Regions from separate parts of the Anas platyrhynchos genome. Here region 1 is linked to region 2. The links are chromatin contacts, called in public Hi-C maps. All regions are on one chromosome and are shown on one strand. Each heading gives the region's core, a stretch centred on a gene start, on an enhancer-like site or on the middle of the called end of the contact. The rest is flanking DNA. Distances are from core to core; before and after follow the strand shown. Region 1 holds the start of SNX5 (sorting nexin 5). Region 2 has its middle 8.2 kb from the start of DSTN.

What was found. Hi-C and Micro-C count contacts between places; a contact is called where the count stands out from the background.
Region 1: a Hi-C map of skeletal muscle shows a contact between it and region 2, with 4 times the contacts expected there. The contact joins the promoter of SNX5 here to the enhancer-like site in region 2. A contact is called at or near these places in 2 of 8 Hi-C or Micro-C datasets (both in skeletal muscle).

Annotation. Positions count from the first base shown.
Region 1 is chr3:15,933,065-15,937,319 of IASCAAS_PekinDuck_T2T, reverse strand. SNX5 (sorting nexin 5) reads left to right here and starts at 2,241. Exons shown (of 13, transcript XM_027453556.3): 1 at 2,241-2,390. The coding sequence starts at 2,358. It overlaps MGME1 (mitochondrial genome maintenance exonuclease 1), which reads right to left and starts at 2,165. Exons shown (of 6, transcript XM_027453560.3): 1 at 1,926-2,165; 2 at 939-1,122.
Region 2 is chr3:15,844,100-15,847,911 of IASCAAS_PekinDuck_T2T, reverse strand. No RefSeq gene overlaps it. Among named protein-coding and RNA genes, the nearest start is that of DSTN, 8.2 kb to the left of the region's middle. Within about 2 kb of position 1,816, at least 4 of the 8 cell types and tissues checked have an H3K27ac peak or open chromatin away from gene starts, as enhancers often do.

The sequences.
Region 1 (4,255 bases), core at 992-3,491, 89 kb before region 2:
TTTGCAACAACTCATTCTTCTAAGAAGAAGATCACATTTTTAATGGATTTTTGATCTTGGAATTGGTTACCTGTCAGAATCTGCCACTTGCTGAAAAAGAAGTAATGAACTATGTTAGCACGTTACATCAGGTTTCACTTTGCTGCAGGTGGTAACAAGAAATAGTAAAAGCTGCAGAAGAATACCTAAAGGTCAGACCTGAATACCATAAGCAATTTTTTTTAAGGTATTTTTTCCATCATAAATAGCAGGGTGCAAAAATTAATCTCTTCTCTTCCTGGGGTTTGCCCCTAAATCGAGTTACTGAAGCTGTAGTGTGAACTAAATAGGAGGAAAAAAAACAACCCTTACTCAAACGCAGTAGTGTCTGAGCTTGCAGTTTCTCGGGCCGTTGTTTAATGGCCATTACAATCTTACCCAAGTGCATTAATCAGAACAGAATACACACTGGGTCATTGACTGGGTATTTGTTAAGCTAGCCAGAACACAAAAGAAATAGTTTATGCTGGCTTTGTGTCAGTGGCAGTAGGCAAGACGATACCTGATCAAGCATTAAGCTCAGTTGTAGTAATCTAACCCTCAATAATTTTTAAGGAGTAACCTTATACCAGAGCGGTGCTGTAAATCAGGGGGCCACGAGAATGCTCAGTATTACAAGCACTACAGCTAATTTACTGTAACACTCATGCAGTATTTCAGTAGTATCTAGTATGTATTTTAAATTTACAGCCTGTTTTGGTCTGGAGTACTGTGTCTGGAAACATTTGTGCACATTATGAAGCGAACAGAGGAGAAAGGAAAAGCTTGTCTGCTGCTGTGCTGTTCCACAAAGATGTTCTAGGACCACTCAGAAATAAAGCACGCTTGTACTTAACCTACTAAAGAATCACATGCGTTGTGCGGTTAATCACAGTGACATTTTTGTACAAAGAACTTACATTTATAAGAAAGCAACGGGTCTGGGGCGGCCTGGATCTGCTCTCACACAGACAGAGCAGAACTGGATGGGTATTTCTCTCAGGGGAAGCGTCTCCCTTCTCTCTCAAACCCTTGGTGCTGGTACAGTTGTTTCAAGTACTGCACGATGAGCCGGACTGCAGACTCGAACCGAAATAAAATAACCTGAAAAAACACAAAAAGGAGAACTTTTCTTAACTGTCCCAAGCTTGTTGACTCTGCAGCTCCAGCATTAGCGGCACCAACATAACGGAGGAGGTTTTCCCAGGATACAAACGAGCAGAAACTGAAAGGATCGCTTCAGTGTTCACGGCCATAAGGCACTGCTGCAGCCAGGGCTTCAGGCAGCACCCAGCACGGCTTTTCCTTCTCTCACCGATCGAGCAAACAGGAGCACAAGCTCATTTTAGAGACACTAGGAAAGGGCACTGCTAAGCCACCCTACATGCCTAATTTGAGTACATCGAACCCAGTTATGAAGGTATAATTTTAAGCTACTATCACAGGCTTTTGCCTGATGAGAAGCAGTGTTACTGGTTGATGTAGAGAGGCAATAACAACTTATTTATTTTTTTTCGCCAGAAAAGCAACAGTAAGCCACATTTTTCATCAGAACAACCGCTTCCCCTTTATTTTTCATTGTATCTTCATAAGGTGAGGCTCTGAGAGCCCTGTAACCCCCGGGACCCCGCACAGTTGCTCACTCCCCATCTCTCCACCACAGGTGACCAGCACCCAGCCCTCAGCCTGGAAACCAGGAGCGCGGGGAGAAAAAGGCGCTTCCCCATTAAAAAAATAAAGGTAATAAGGCTCAGCTCAGCAGCCCAGCCTCCATCACAAGCCCATAACGGAAAGAAAGGAGCCCCCCGGCAGGCAGCAGCCCCTCTGCACTGCCCCAAATCCCCTCACAGAGCCGCCCCCCAACACAGCCCCCCCCTCCGGGGCGCCCCCTCAGGGGGCGCCGGTACCTCAGGGCCGCGCTGCCCGCTCGCCAACACACGTGCGGCAGCGACACCGCACACACCGCGCATGCGCCGGCGCCCCGCTGCCTCTCGGGATTTGTAGTTCTCACAGAATTTCTAGGTTGGAAGAGACCTCAAGATCATCGAGTCCAAGCCCCTAAGAACTGTTGCAATGGGATTTTTCTCCTTCTTTAGGTTTTTATCTTTTTTATTTCGAAGGCTCCCGAAACGTTTAAAAGCGAAGGGAAAAAAAAAGAGAGGAAAGCGCCGCCATCTTGGATGAAGGCGAAGCGGCGCCCTGCCCTCACCCAAGATGGCCGCCGCCGCGCGGGGGCCGCCGGGAGGGAGGGGGGCGGTGGCGGTGATGGCGGCGTGAGGCGGCTCCGCCCCGGGCTATATGAGGCGCGGCGGGGCGGGGGGCGGGCGGCTGCCGGCGACATGGCCCTGCTCCGGGAGGACGCGCAGAGCAAGGTGAGGGCTGCCCGGCTGCTGCCCAGGCTCGGAGGGGTAGCGGGGAGCCGCCTGGCTCGGTGTTATGCCCGGGCTGGGTGTGCCGGGGGGCGGCTGGTGCGGGGTGCGTGGGGGCTGCCTCCTCCTCCGAGCTCCCCCCAGCCCTGTGGGGGTGTCTCGGGAGGGAGCAGAGCGGGGTTGGGCGTTTCGTGTTGTGTGGGTGTCCGCTTAGGGCTGCGAATGAGTCAGGGCTTCCCCCTCCTGATCCGCGTGGAAGTTGGTTTTGGGGGAAATATCCGCGCTCACACCTCTTTCTGCTCCGCGTTAAACTTAGCAACGAGTCAAACATCTCTGGATTGATAATAGTGAACCAAAAAGCCTCGCTGTGGGGTTGTGTCTGCGGGTGGGGAGGTGAAATGCCCGCTGTCTCGCAGCACCTGGTGCCTTTGGTCCTGTGCTTCCCTCATCGCTATGGGGGAAGGGGAAGGGGGAGGCGGCTGCCGAGGGTCCGGGAGCTTGAACCCCGGCAGAAAGCAGGCAAAAATTAACCAGGTCGGAGAGGCAGGGGGGCTGGCGGGGGGTTTGGGCAGCCGGGAGGGGGGATAGGAGGGCTGCTGTCTTCTCCGCTCCTGTTTGCTCAAGGAAAGGGCAGCGCGGAGCTGGTGTGTGGCCCCCTGATAAAAACCGGGCGAGGGAAGCTTCGCGAGGTGTTAACCTTGAGTGGGAAGCGCTGGGAGGTGTCAACTGGGAGCTGACCCTGAGCTGGGCAGGCTGGGGAGGGCCGGGAGACGTGGGAAAAGGGAGGGAGGGAGGGGAGGATAAGGGGGGACTGGAGGTGCGGTGGGAGAGGCAGCGTGTGGGGAGGGAAAGGCTCTAAGTGAATCCCACTGCTAACTGAAGGAGTGGGGTTGCCCAGCTTGTGTGAACGTACCGGTGTTTCCTAATGTCGCTGTATTGATTACTGAAGTGCAGGCTTGAGCTTTCTGAATACTTATCCGGATCAAAATGGTGACACTGGGTCTTGTAGCAGCTCTTCCTAAAAAAAAATAAAATAAAATAAAAAATGAAATGTGATGTTGTGGCCAGGGTCTTGTCTGTTATCACTTCCTAACAGCAGTTCTCAGTGCCAGGCAGCTTCTTCTGGGTGCTCTGGGAAGAGTGAGGCCTCTCAGCTCTTGCTTCTGCTCCACAAGGGAACTGCTGCATGGGAGCAAAAAAGAAAAAGAGCTCATTCCGAGATCAACTGCTAGCAAGGTGAATCCTACCGGTCAGGATAATGTACTACCCAGGGCATAAACCTCTGTAAAGCTGGCCCAGCAGCATGGACAAATGGTGAAATTTCAGATCCAAGAGAGCTGGAAATGTATGGTGGGGCTGTGTCGCACAGTCCCTTCTGTCAGCCCTAGCCTCGCTGCAGGAGGCCACTAACACATCCCTGTAAGTGCTGAACATGGCTTAGGGGCTTGCTTCTGTTGCACAGTTTCCATCATAGCTGGGCATATGTCGTGTTACAGGTGAAATAAGGGCTTTCACTTGAAATACGGGATCCTTGAATGCTGCCAGCCCCGTCCCTCTGTAGGTGTGTGACCGCTTGCTTTCTGCAGGGTGAAGCTGAGATCCCTGTGGCAGAGCAGAGTGCTCAGGCCTGCTTGTTGCACAATCACTAGCAACTGGTGCTGTGGCTGTAGACCTTGCCTCCTGCTCACTTGGCAGGCACCACGCGTGGTGAGGAACAGCATCTCAGCGCGGCTAAACCAAGCTGCTGTTTGTCTTACGACCAAGGCTAAGAAGGCATAATGAAACCAGTGCATCCCTGCAGTTCTGCCGTCCAAAATCACCAAACTGGGGTCTGCTGTAACATCAGTAGTGATGTGAGGAGTGCATGT
Region 2 (3,812 bases), core at 567-3,066:
GGCAGCATGGCTGTAAGAATTTCTTAGAGAATAAGCACTTGTGGCTTATGTGGGCTTTGTTCCAGGTGTGGAGGTGGTTGCTGCTGACATCTATCTGCAATGCCATTAATAAACTTGTTTTTTTTTTTTTTTTTTTTTTTTCTTCCTCAAGATGAAATTAACCCCTGCTACTCTTACGGTGTGACCCAGGCAGAAGGTTTTTGCAGCAGGTTGTTTTTCACAATAGGGTTTGCACTTGGCTGCCTCAGAATAATGACGAAACCTTGTGGCGGCGTGTTGCTTCTGCAGGATGCCTGTTTCTTCTGACTTGGAAACTCCAGGCCTGGTTGTGTTTGTTGGGGTTGAGGCTACTTGTTGAACCTGTCTGGGAACGGGGCTCTTTTTGCTGGAGTGGTTAAAATTAGCAGCTAATTTTAAGGAGGGTTTCTGAGGGTCAGATCGGGCAGCATGTGAATTAGCCCTACCACATGCATCATCAGTCGTGCAAGGGGCTGTACAGGCATTGCCTGGAAAGTCCCCGCCCTGATCTGCTTACTATCTAGCCATAAGATAAGAAATGTATGGGGTAATGAAAAAGGAAGCAATGAGACCGTATTAGTCAGCATGACGGTGTTCACCAACAGCAGCCTGATAGCTGGGAAGGCCTATGAGGAGGTTTGCTAGAGGGTAATGAAAGCCCCCAAACTCCCTTCAAAACTCTCCAAAACCAGTGTTCGAGCACTGAATATGATTTCTGAGGATGTGTTGTTGTATGGGGAGGGCACGGGGTGCTGCTCTGAGAAGTCAGGAGGGTTACAGGAGGCAGCTGTGGAGAGGTAAGCACACAACCAGCATGGGCAGCAGGACAATTCTGCCTGCAGGTTGTGCTAGCAGAAAGGGTGTTATTTTCCTCATGAACCTGCCTCAGGCACATACAGACGACATTCCTACCACTTCTGCCACGTGGGCTGTGCGAAGTGATGAGTGGGCAGCTGTCACAGGGATGGATGCTAGGAGAGATGAGGGTCTGGCTGTGTTTCCTCAAGCATGCAGGCAGACAGTGGACACAGCAGTCTGGGGGTGGAAAGCTCTGACTGTACCCCTGACCTCTGTCTGTGTTGTGGTACTGTTGGCCAGCAGGATGTGGTCTGTATGTGTAGATCGAGAATGGGGTCAAGAGGGGCTTGGTAGCTACTGCTCTGCTAGCCAGCTGGGCCATGGCGAGCTATGCATTCCTGTTGTGGCTGCTCTTATACAAAGAAGTGGCTATGGGGAAGCTTCCACAGACAAGCAGGGTCCTGCCAGTGTCTTTCTGAGCCACAGCACTGCCAGAGCGGCCCGGTCTCAGACGGCCAGTGACGACAGCCATACGTGGGTGCTGGCACGGGGCATGGCCGCGGCTGCATTGCCAAGGGAGGCCAGGAAGCAAAGGCAGCCAGCCGATGGTGTGTGGGCTGAATCTGGCCTGCCAGAACAACTTCTTCCTCATGCAGGCTCCCCTGCCATCCTTCCTCAGGGCCCTGCTGCTTCCCCAGGCTCATAAGCACTGAATGTAACCAAAACACAGTTCTTGGATCGGGCTCTCCCTGTCACCGAGGGCTTTCTCCTGACAGACAGCACTTCACCCTCCCTGGCTGCACCTCCAGCCGGGCTCTCGGTTGTCTTTCCTCTCCCAGTTTAGCCTTTTGGTCCCACACTCAGAGCCCAGACAGCCTGGTCGGGGTGGAGATGTTCCAGCTGCCCTCAGGTGCCTGCTGGGGAGGACAGGGCCCATCAAAATGCTGCTAGAGCAGGAGAGCAGAGGGCACAGGGCCTGGCTGGCCACTCCCGTGAAGCCAGGGCACCATCTTGTGGCACGAAAGTAATTTGTCCTCACAGCTGTAGGAGAGCGGTCCTGACTTTCTCAGCCAGACACAGCCTGGTGGTAGTTGCCAGCATTCTTTTTTTTGTTTTAGTCCAGCTTCTTTCCTGTGGTTTTTACTCCTTTCTGTGGCTTTTCCCACCTGTTTGTTTCTCCCCAGCTGCTGGGACCACCTCTCGCAGAGAGGCTTAAGCTAACAAATTTGACCAGCTCCTTGTTGACCCTGACATGTTTTCGCAGACTGAGAAGGAGCTTCAGAGGGAGTTATCTAAGGACAGGCTCTGCTAGGACTTGAGGTGTGACAGCTCCACGTCCATCAGAGCTGCCCAAAGTCAGATCAAAGGTCCATGTCGCCTCATGTCCTCTTCCTGACAGCAGATCCCTAGGGAAGGATGGGTGAAGGCAATGAGGCAGCAGCAGGAGATCTGCTAAGCAGCCTACCAGCCTCCAGTGTGCAGAGCAGGAACATCTTGACATATGCCTCTGTTGGAACAACCTTTCTGGTTGTTCAGACAACTTTTCCCTGCACTAAAAATCACCTTGTCCCTTCTTTCATTCGGCTGCTCTCTGGTGAGAGGTGCTCTGGGTGGATCTCCTTTAGGAGAGGGTAGCACAGGACTGTTTTTCAGCTGTGCTCTTGTGCCTTTCCCATGAGCAGGGAAAAGCAGTGGGGCCACTGAAAATTCACCTGTGCAAATTCACATGTTGCCACCAGAGAGCTCCCATCCTTCACACCAGTCCAAGGGTGAAGAAATGCTGGCCAACAAGGGAAAACTGACTCCACCACATCCCAGCACGTATGGCAAGGGCTGAACTTCACGTTTTCTCTGCCTTATTATTATGGCTATTTTTATTATTTCTGTTGTTATTATAATCGTAGTGCTTGGATGAATTTTGCCCCTTCATTGCAGACTTCATATGGAAGGAGGAATATTTAGGTTGGGAATGCTGAGACTGGCTGATCAGCAAAAACACAGCGAGCAGGTGGATATCTGGTGGCAGCAGTGCAGGTTTCCTCTCTGGTGGTTTTGCATAGTCTTGCTGATGGGATAGCAGGAATGGAAAGGTTTTGCCTGCAGCACACCCTCGCTGTAAACAGCCCCACAGAAGAACACAGCACTACAGAGGAACGTGGCACTTCTTCTTGCACCTGTGACCTATGCTTCACAGAGCTGTTGGCACATACCCTAGGTTTAAGTTTGTACTAATTTGAGTTCGTAATCACTGGTGATAACACTTTTCCTGTTTAATTACTGGGTTGAAGCATTAACTCCCCAGGACAATCTAATTCTGGCTTTTTCCATATTCTTTCCTCCCTACCAGTGCCTGGCTCCTGTTCCCACTCTGGCTCTTTTAACCAACATATATTGCCCCCTGCCCCATTCCTGCTTTGCTGAGGAGACAAGTCGTCTGCCCTTGGAGGAAAAGATGGGTAATTGGTTTAGTTGGTGAATGGCTTACATTGTGAAACTGAAAATTGTTCCTGACTGACAGGTCCAGATGCTACAGGGAGATTGGAAAATGAGCGTGCTCCCTTCTTTGGGGGCTGCTGTGATGTCTTGCCTTCCTTCTGCACCTGTCTGCCTTGCCCCTTACCCATGCTGAGAGCCTGAGGAAGCCCTGGAGCTGCTGTGATGTCAGGCTAGGGGCAGGTCTTCTCTTCATGGCCTCCCCATGGCATTCTGAGGGAGACGAATCTGGAAACTAAGGGTCTCAGCTGCCTGCTCCTGATTGAAGGGCCCATCCTTCCAACTGCTCTCAATTCACTCAATCTACTCTATCCTTCCTTAGACACCCCTCATTTGTGATGTCTCATACCTGACAGAAATCCCAAAGGAATTTTGGAACTTGGGGAACATAAGGGACTGTAGGTAAAGGTAAAAGCTCATGTTAGTTTAGAAAGTGTGGTCTTCAAGGGAATATGCATGGAGCTGGAAGGCTGCTTAATTTAAGGATGAAAGCACTTAAGAGT